Linked DNA regions of Anser cygnoides: region 1 is linked to region 2. The links are chromatin contacts, called in public Hi-C maps. All regions are on one chromosome and are shown on one strand. Each heading gives the region's core, a stretch centred on a gene start, on an enhancer-like site or on the middle of the called end of the contact. The rest is flanking DNA. Distances are from core to core; before and after follow the strand shown. Region 1 overlaps QKI (QKI, KH domain containing RNA binding). Region 2 overlaps LOC136790427 (a long non-coding RNA gene).

What was found. Hi-C and Micro-C count contacts between places; a contact is called where the count stands out from the background.
Region 1: a contact with region 2 is called in a Hi-C map of liver, with 2.0 times the contacts expected there. The contact joins two enhancer-like sites. A contact is called at or near these places in 2 of 7 Hi-C or Micro-C datasets (both in liver).

What each region holds. Positions count from the first base shown.
Region 1 is chr3:48,752,135-48,757,128 of Taihu_goose_T2T_genome, forward strand. The region is part of intron 8 of QKI (QKI, KH domain containing RNA binding); the gene reads right to left. Among named protein-coding and RNA genes, the nearest start is that of QKI, 150 kb to the right of the region's middle. Within about 2 kb of position 2,412, at least 1 of the 3 cell types and tissues checked has open chromatin away from gene starts, as enhancers often do. A contact at or near this core is called in liver, where this site is marked.
Region 2 is chr3:48,554,900-48,559,420 of Taihu_goose_T2T_genome, forward strand. All of the region lies in intron 5 of LOC136790427 (a long non-coding RNA gene), which reads right to left. Among named protein-coding and RNA genes, the nearest start is that of QKI, 350 kb to the right of the region's middle. Within about 2 kb of position 2,807, at least 2 of the 3 cell types and tissues checked have open chromatin away from gene starts, as enhancers often do. A contact at or near this core is called in liver, where this site is marked.

The sequences.
Region 1 (4,994 bases), core at 1,162-3,661, 200 kb after region 2:
TTGCTTCATTTACAGTTACAGACAACACAGCATATCCATTAAGCAAATGTAAAGCAAAAAACAAACAAAAAAATCCTGTTAATCAGATGACCATGAAAATTTGTCTCTTCAACAAATAACACCTTTCATAACAGTGCTAAAAGCATTAATGAAAATTGAAGTGTGAAAAATGTACATTCTTTATTCTGCTGTTTAGATACAGAATAAAATTTAACTTTTTCAGAAAATAATACTATAGCTACAGCTTTGAGAGCTGTCAATTTGCTTGAGGATAAAGTACATGCACTTTTTTCCAGTTATTTTATTGCACATAATGTACAGTCATAATTGGTGTTTTATTTACATGTGTTTTGGCAATGTCCATGTTTTTTTTTCCCCTCAGAATACATTATTTTGCACAAACAAAACCTTAAATGTTTCACACAAACTGCCATAATACAAGTAGAAGCATATATGTATATATGTATTTCTTTTTAAATTAAATCTTCGAAGAGTTTCAGATCTCAGCTAATCTTTGCCTTGGGAGTCAAGATTCCTCCCAGTTAGCCTGTTGTCAGAGACGGACATCCGGACTGCTGGCATCGAGAAATGGGCGCTGCAAGGACCCACCCGCTGCGCCTCCCGCCCGCTCCTACGCAGAACCGTACCACCTGCAATTAGTGCGCAGGCACATAGAAGGAAGAGCACTGTACTTTTGTTAACCAGTTTGATTCAACATTGATCACCATGCGTTAACGTTATGGCTTGTGTTATTTGAACAGTTTTCCATTAACAGGGCTTTAGAAAAATATATTTAGTATATTAAAAACAAATTCCAGTAACAATTATGTACTTTCACTCTAGGAATGTGTTATTCAGATTTCACTCTGTACAACATGCTATTTATGATGACTGCAATTGTTACCCAGATACAAAGAACTAAGTTTCATATACTTGTGAGTATGTTTCTCCCAAGTTACAATGATTTCTTAATGGGCAGCAACACACTTCAATGCTTCCCTGCATTATCAGGGCAGAAAACTTTTTAGTGGTCCCCCTCGGAGAGTCCCTCTTGGAATAAACCGTTATGTGCAGATTTTTTTTTTTTTACATGCTTTTTAAAGATCTGTTCAAATAAAATATCAAAATCATCAGTATACACTCAGCATATGTTCATTAAAAATCTTTTGAAAGATATCCCTGAAGACTCTTTATGAAGTATTTTCTAGATTGGTAGCACAGAAAAAAAAAATATTGGAGAAGTAAAATTTGTTATAATTTAGTTCAACATTTCACTTAAGAAATCAATAGCATTGCTGAGATTTCATTTTAAAAGGTTCTGTGGTGTTTTTGTTTACATTCTGAGGTACTTAAAAAAAAATAAGAGGTTTATCCTAAGATTAAACCATTTTATTTGATGGACCAGCAACGCTCTACTTAACTTGAATGTATGATCTTTCAAATGTAAAGACAATTTAACCCCAGAAAAGAAACAAAAAAAACAACCTAGCTCCAGTGATGTAGCAATATTGAAACCATCCTCAAATTCAGTTCTAAAAATAGCCTGTGTCTTTCCTACAAGCAGGCAAAGTATAAAATAGTTAAATTTTCAGACAGGCACTTAGGTAAACTGAGAAATGCATTTGGTGGTCAACAGCAATTAGCATAAATTTTCGATTTTTTTTCTTTCCTTCAACTTTAAAGTACTTCAAAATTTAAGGCAATTTTCACTACTTTAAAGAATGAGATGAAAATGCACTGTGAACAAAGTATGACAGTAGTTCGTATCTAATAAAAACAGAAAACGTTAAAAATATTGCAGAAAAGTAGTAGTTGTAGAACTATTTTTCAATATAAGACATTATTACTTTGCCGTATTTGAATAGTTTCACTTACACCAGAGAATACTTCAGAGTTTAAATGCGTGCCTCTGATTAAATATTTTAATAATATAAACTAGCAGATCTGAAATGACACCTGTGCCATTACCTAATCAAAAGGTCTCAATGTTATCTGTTTTTTTTTTTCCACCATCTAACTGTGACTGACTTTTAGGATAACACTATATTCACCATCTGTTTATATTTCTGTACAAGTGAAACTATTCTAAATGCATTGATATTCTAGCTGTACCTAAACACTTTTGTAAAACAAACTAAAAAGTACACACTATTATAAAACGTCTTCATCATAGCTAACCTATTTTTCCTCCATAAAATAAAGATACATTCTATTTTAATTACTACATATAAGAACTTCTTAAAGTTTTCTATCACATAGATTTCAAGATGTGTAGTTTGAAACATCATAAATTAAAGGTTCAGAACAAATGCAAAGCCTCATTGCCTCATTGTCTGAATTTTTTACTATCTACATAAAAAAAATGGGGTTTCACAAGAACTGCAGGTATCTGAAGAGTGATCTACATCAACGATCTCCCTTGACATTAGCTATAACTGTCCTCTTAAGATTGCAAGTCCAGGCGGACTACCCAGGCTACGTAAAGGAGCCTCAGACAACAGAAGTTTTAAGAGAGAGAAATGTTTCTGTAAAAATAATCTGCATAGAGGTACAATCAAAACAGCATCTTCGCCATTTCAATTCCCTGCATTCGTGTTGCTACAGTCATCCACAGGGATAAAGATTACATAAAGGCAGCCTTGGAATTTGAAATGGCTCTTGCTCGGTAATTTAGTGAAAGGTGTGTTTTTGTACTTTCTGCAGTCATTACGAAATGATCCAGTCTGACCTTTGGCTTACAGAAATTGTACTCCCCTGAGCTATGCAATACTGATAGACTATTGCAGAAGTACAAAAAAATTACATAAAAATAGCATGGCATGAAGAAAATAAGGCACTTTTGGCAAGGAAAAAAAGAAGATTTTGTATTTCAATGCACGGTAATTGCATCTAGATGTATTTTGTGCTTGGAAACATCCCACAATGCAACAGGTGCCAAAACCAACACATCCCAAATTGCTATGAGATTAACTGCAACCTCTGAATGGTTCAACAAAGAATCAAACTGGTTTCTGTACACCATCATGATTTACCAATACATTGGCATCTTTGCTCTTTTGCTGTGAGCTGAGAGTAATTATTTTAGAGAAAGAAAAAGAAAGTGTGGAATTAGTAATGCAGATGCTGAAAGGCAAGTGGCAAGACTCTACAAGAAGAATGCCTCAAAAAAAAAAAAATGCTACTTTGTTCCCATATCTACTGGCACCTATTCCCCAAGGTAAAAGGCCAGGATGACCAAAGCCAACTTAATAGTAGTGTGCAGAATGTCAGCCGACAAACAACATAAAAACAAGTCACGTTGTGTTATCTGTGGTCACGTTCTTCAGGGTTAGTCCAGTAACTCAAGACTTTACATTCTTCCGTCTTTATTTGTTTACTTAATTAAACATGTAATGGTTAATAAACAGACATAGTCCAGAGTTAGTAGGTTGGTATTATAACATTTATTAAAATAATGCTATGGGTTAATAGAAACAGCAAAGAACCAAAGAATTAAAATGCAAGCTATGTAAAAACCCAACTAAAACCCAAATATGTCTAATGTATTCATCCAGTAGCTAACTAAAAGCCCAAGAAAGACAACACTCCCAATATAATAAAGTACTGCAAAACAATTGGCAATTTTTCAGTTATCAAAATTGTGGGTTTTGCATTTTGTATCCTTTTTTTTTTCTCAATCAGGAAAAAAATTCTTTTGAATGTTATATAACATACATATAAAACAAGATAGAAAAATACATTATAAACTTGTAACAATGGCTGTAAATACATTATCTTACATGTTTCTCATAGGCAATAGGTTGGTTATGGTACATACATAGCATGAAACTACTAAGATAATAAAGAATAGACAAATACATGTCATCTGTACGGTTACATACAAGCGACACTCCCATCTACCCACTCTAAAAAAAATTACATAATACTGTCAGAAAGAAGTCTTAAAACTACTTATTTTAATAAAGAAAAAGTCATTAAAGAATGATAATACTGAGAACCAAGGCATTCAGAGATTTCAAAAGTCATGCTTTTTAAGTTGATCCAAAATTTTGTCAACTAAGTTTTCAGAAGTTTGTTCAGAGCAAACATTACTTTCACATGTCACACATCTGTTTCATACACTTCCCCCCCATCCCCAATAAAAGACCTTTGATAAACATCTAAAAATGTCCAGGTTTTATCATAGTTGAGATGAAAGTGGATCAAATACTGGTATTGTTTTAGCAAATCTCTCTTCAAATGTTCGAGTGTCGCAAGTTTATTCAACCAACCAACCAAAAAAAAATCAAAATGGCACAGCATATACTGTAAGTAAAATCAACACAACTGTATGTGTAACAGGAAGACAAAGCCGGTGGCACAATAAACAAAAAGCTAGCTGAATACGAAAGGATGAATGTCTATTGCATAGTAAATAAACTGATAATTATTTCCAGGTGAGACAAGATGTTAGATGAGGTCACCATGCAGGTGCTTAAAATGTAAGCCCTCTTAGCTTACTATCGACCTTTCATTTGGAAGCTGTGAAGATTTGCAGGAGGAGAATAAGTTGACAAGAAGGGGAGTAAAGTTATCACCTGATATTTGCCAAGTTTAGTTCTGAGCCCCACACAAAGTAATACTTAATGTTTTTAGAATTAAATACTGTGCGTTCAACAGCTTCAACTCCTGTGATTGCCCAGCTACATAAATCTCATGTGGAAGCGAGGGTTAAAAACACAGTATAGCTGGGCTTCAAACAACTAACTGATGTCCCTCTCCTGCTTATCTTACAAAGGAAAGCCAGTAGGCAGATCTAACATTAATCAAAGAAAAGCTTAAAAATAAGTAACTTGCATACCATTCGACACTGCAGGAGCTGCTTACAAAAACTGGGGACATGCTCAGACCATAACCGAGGACTAGCTACGCACTTTCAATTTCATTACCTGCAGAACACCAGTTTTTCTGGATGACTCTGAAGTCTGCTATGTCTGATGCATATTTATTCCAAC
Region 2 (4,521 bases), core at 1,557-4,056:
TCCGAACAGAGGCACCTCCTGCTCCCAGACCTGCCCCTGCCCGCTGCCTCTCCCAGCTTGCCAGGGACCTAAGCCATAGGGTCCTTCCTGGTGCCAGGTGCCAGGCATTGCCTTTCAGGCGCTGGCTGGGCAGAGGCAGGCAGCAAGTGGTGCAGGAAGTGGGGAGCAGCAGCTGCACCACCACGTGCTAACAGAAATAAGCAGGGCTTCTGTCAAGGGTCCTCTGTGCAGCTGCATGCTTTACATACCTTGGGACAGCTGTGCATTAAGGCCAATGCTAGTCTTTAATTGCAAATTGCTTTAAGCAGCTGTTTAAAAAGCAATCCACCTATCTTGACCTCCTCTTGCCATCTCAAGCAGCACTTTGGAAATTGTTACACAAAGGCCATCTCCAAACGGAGCAATGTCATCTCCATGGGGTGAGCGTGGCAAAATGTCCAAGTTTTGGGGAATGGGCTTCAAACATGTATGCACCCTGATATTTCTGAGAGCAAGGATAAAATAGACTAAAAGGAATCAGAAACAGAGATTTCTCTTTCAGCAGGCATAGACAGACAATCCACTTGTGGAAACTGAAGAAGGAAAGGTTGTGCATTTTGAAAAGCAGACGATCTGGATCTGCACCAACAGCTCTTTATAATCCAGTGGTGGAAGGTCTAATTGAGGCTGTACAATTACTTCCTCTCTATATAAAATGAAATGCGCACTCCCTTAGTGGTTATCATTGGTGAAAAAACAAAACAAAACAAAAAAAAAAAACAATGGGGAAAAGGGTTGAAATACACTGCAGGATCAATTTTAGTTGTAATGATTTTTAACATTTCATCTATACGTTTAACTGGCTGAAGCGGGTGGAAATAAATATTATGTTAGCAACTGTGTCATGGGATGAGGCTTTGCTTTTGATTAAAAAAATAAAGGGAAACAACCACCACCATTTTATAGATATTGTAATTTGTTCTACATACAGTTTTTCAATAGTGAGGTGTACTAAAATATTTAACTGGTAAATAAAAATGCCTGTAAACTTCTAAAGACATCTTCAGAGCACCTGGACAAAGACTGAAGAATGTCCTTTCATGCTGTGTTGTCTTGTAATATTTAACATAAGCCTATATAAAAAGATATGCACATGCATAGAGTATCACACACAATTATCACTTCATACATCACTTCCATATAATAAAATATACTAAGACTACTGTTTTTTCAAACCTTATTATGCATTGGTCTGTTTCTTTTTTTTAATGATATTAACAATTATTTGTCTCCACATCGTTTGTTTTATTAGCACACAGTGCAAACTGAAATCACAAACCGAGATACAAGTTCAAGCTCAGACACCAGTCCCAGATTCCCCCACTGCAGAGCAGTTTGGAGTTCATGTTTAAAGAACCAGAAACATAAAGCCTAATTAATGCATTTTTTCGTTATAAAATATGGAATATATGCACCAAGCTGGAGGCAAAAGACCACCAGCTATTACATGATATCACATAATTTGATCTCTTAAATCTCAGACATCAGTAATATTAGTGATGTAAATAAATAAATGAAACAAAATAAAACAAAAAAATCTGACATGTAACATGTCTAGGGGCCTCGGTTCAATTTTAAACATCTGAACCTTGGGTAACAATCCAGACTTTTCCACTGAAGTTTTTACCCAGTGGATGTTTATTTTTCTCCAGCGTAATTTGATGCTGCTGTTGGTTTTGGCATTAATACATTAAAAGTTAAATTTATGTCAGCACCAACAGATCAACTATCAGCTGTTGCTATTAACTTTGACATCAAAATCATTAAGAAATTGCCATCATGTAAATTAATTATCAGAATTGTATTGGCATGAATGCATAACGATATTACTCATGCAAATAATTAAAGAAAATGCACAGTGAAAAACACATTAGAATAATGGCACAAAATGTCATTATTCTGGCTTCTTGACAACAAGGCACTATTAGTTTTCAGCACAGTGAACTTTAAGGTTAACAGAAAGAGACAGGGAAGTCCAGTGCAGGGCTAAAGCTGCTCTTATTTGTGCCTGTATTTATTCAGCGTACGACACGGTAGGAATGAAAACCAACATTTTTAAACTCATCGGAGAAAGCTTTTTACATCACTCTGGGAGAAATTAAAAAAAAGGAACAAGAGAGCAGCAGAATGACTTATAGTGCTGTTGTCCAAAGATATATGTTCTTTTGTTGTTGCCAATTTCAAGTCTCAAAGGACCTCCAGCACAGAAGGGTTGCTGTTATTAAAATGCTGGCATATTTCTGAGCACAGGAGAGTAATAATTAACCTGAAAGTATTTAGGTTATCTCCTTCCACCCCCTACCCAAAAGGTAATTATTACTGATCAGTGCGCAGGGAGAGAGCGCGGTGATTACGGTACATGTGTGCGGTCTCTTAATTTAATGTGCAATGGGCTGAGGCAGCTTTTTCGTCAACAGCAAAAGACTGTCCACTCCAATAGAACAAACATTACTAACGAGTCCGTAGTGCACGCCAGCTTACTCACCAGCTGGACACATTTCTCTTAAATGTCTCTCCCCATTCCCTCCCAAGCCAACGGAAGAGGTGTTTCTCAGTCATGGTTTTGTACTTGAACCAGAAATTATACTATAGAAACAATGCAAAAAGGCAGTCATTTAGCAGGGTCTTGCCTTCCATCTCCCGTCTCCACTAGGCTAAGGAAAACCCATGCGTCCTCAAAATCAGGAGTTTACATCCTACAAACAAAATTTGATGTTTTAAAAGTTAAAGCATGGGGGACAGAGCCTTATGTGTCTTCCTGTAGAAAGCAACTCCTAATGACAATCAAAAGAAATGGAATATCTCCATGGTAAAGCAGAGGGCTGGGAAACAGGACATCTATGTCCTTGGCCCCATCCTTGTTATTCTGCATAATTTCAGGCAAGTCACTTAAATGGCTTGCTTTAAATTCTTTGCTGTTGCCAAAGTGAGAACAACAGTGCCTACCACACAGAGATGTGGTAAACACACTGCAATAAAAAACATAAATAAATCCATAAATTAAAACTAGTGAAAGTACCTAGGCATGCACAAATATCCTAGATGTTCCTGAAAAAATCCGTAAAAGATCCATTTCTGATCTAGCGCCCAAATTCTGCCACTGAGGCTGCCAGTACAGGCTCCTGCATGTCTGAGGAGTCACTTCTAAACCTCAGTTCAGACCCTCCTTGTCACGGCAATTTCTAGTCTTGACAGAATGAACCTCGGCACAGAAACGGGATGTACAGGCGGGCAAGCTAAGCCTCAGTGGTGTCCAAAGGTTCGGTTACTGTTTAGATCTCCTGGCAGTTCAGAGGTTATTTTCTAGTTTGCCAGGGGGGTGGGGAAATGCACAGAGCAAACTATTTTAGGGCAGCCAAGGTCTCTGGCAACAATTTGGATCATAATTAATATCAGGGCAGTGGCAAATGTAATTAAAAAAATATATAATTCTGGTTTTCTTTAAACTTTGTAACATGCCCCAGGGATGGCTAACTTTTCAGGTATGCTGTGACTTTTTATGGCGAAATGCAGACATTTTACTTGAAACAGTTTATTTAATGATGCCCTGAACCTCTTACTTCTGTTTAACAATCCATGCTTTGCTTCTAATCCATCAACAGATAGGTCAAACTTGTACCCATAATTTAAAGTTATGTTAATAAGATCTATGACATGTCTTGCAACATTTTATTGATAATATGTAATGTATTATAAGTATCATGAGCGTCCAGAGCTGCTGTCACTCAGGGATTGTGCACATAAGGTATTACATCTCAAAAGCATGCCGCTGCAGTGAAAAAAGGACTTTAAATAAATAGGCTGGCACAATTCTGCCTTCAAAGGGACAGTCTATAAATTCACAAACAAGATTTACTGTGTAATTCAAGCCTGAATCAACACAGGACATACACTGTGTAACTGAGAAGGGGCACACCACGTGGTAGGGTGTTTATAGTGTGGGCAATATTGTAATGCAGAGGTTGTTTTGCAGGCACATCTTTTCCTTTTCTAATTACACTGATTGCCACCTCCCATTTACAATCACATACCTTCACTGAGTTTAACTGCAGTAATTGCCGCATGATAAATTTATATAAGGAAAATATTGAGCGTCTGTTTAGTGCCTTATAATGTAATTTAGTTGCTGGAAAAAAAAAAAAAGAAAAAAAAAGATGGAAACTACAGCATCGTGTGACTTCAGGTCTCCATGGAACATGGCAAAAAAGCCTATGCACTACATTTCCAAGATCTCTGAGGTACGGTAGCTGCATCTGGGTTAGAATGAACATCTGTAAATGCACATGCTAATGTGTAGTTTACAGCCACATCTACTTATGTTAGTTTACTAAATTCTGCAGATAATATTTTCGGCTTCTCAGCTGATTGTCAATGGTACAAAACTAATTCTTGGGAAAGGGCAGATAGTGTGTTACTTTGGGAGCAATAAAACCCTGAAGTGATGGTCCCTGTGACATCACTCGAAGATGTAATTCACTCCAG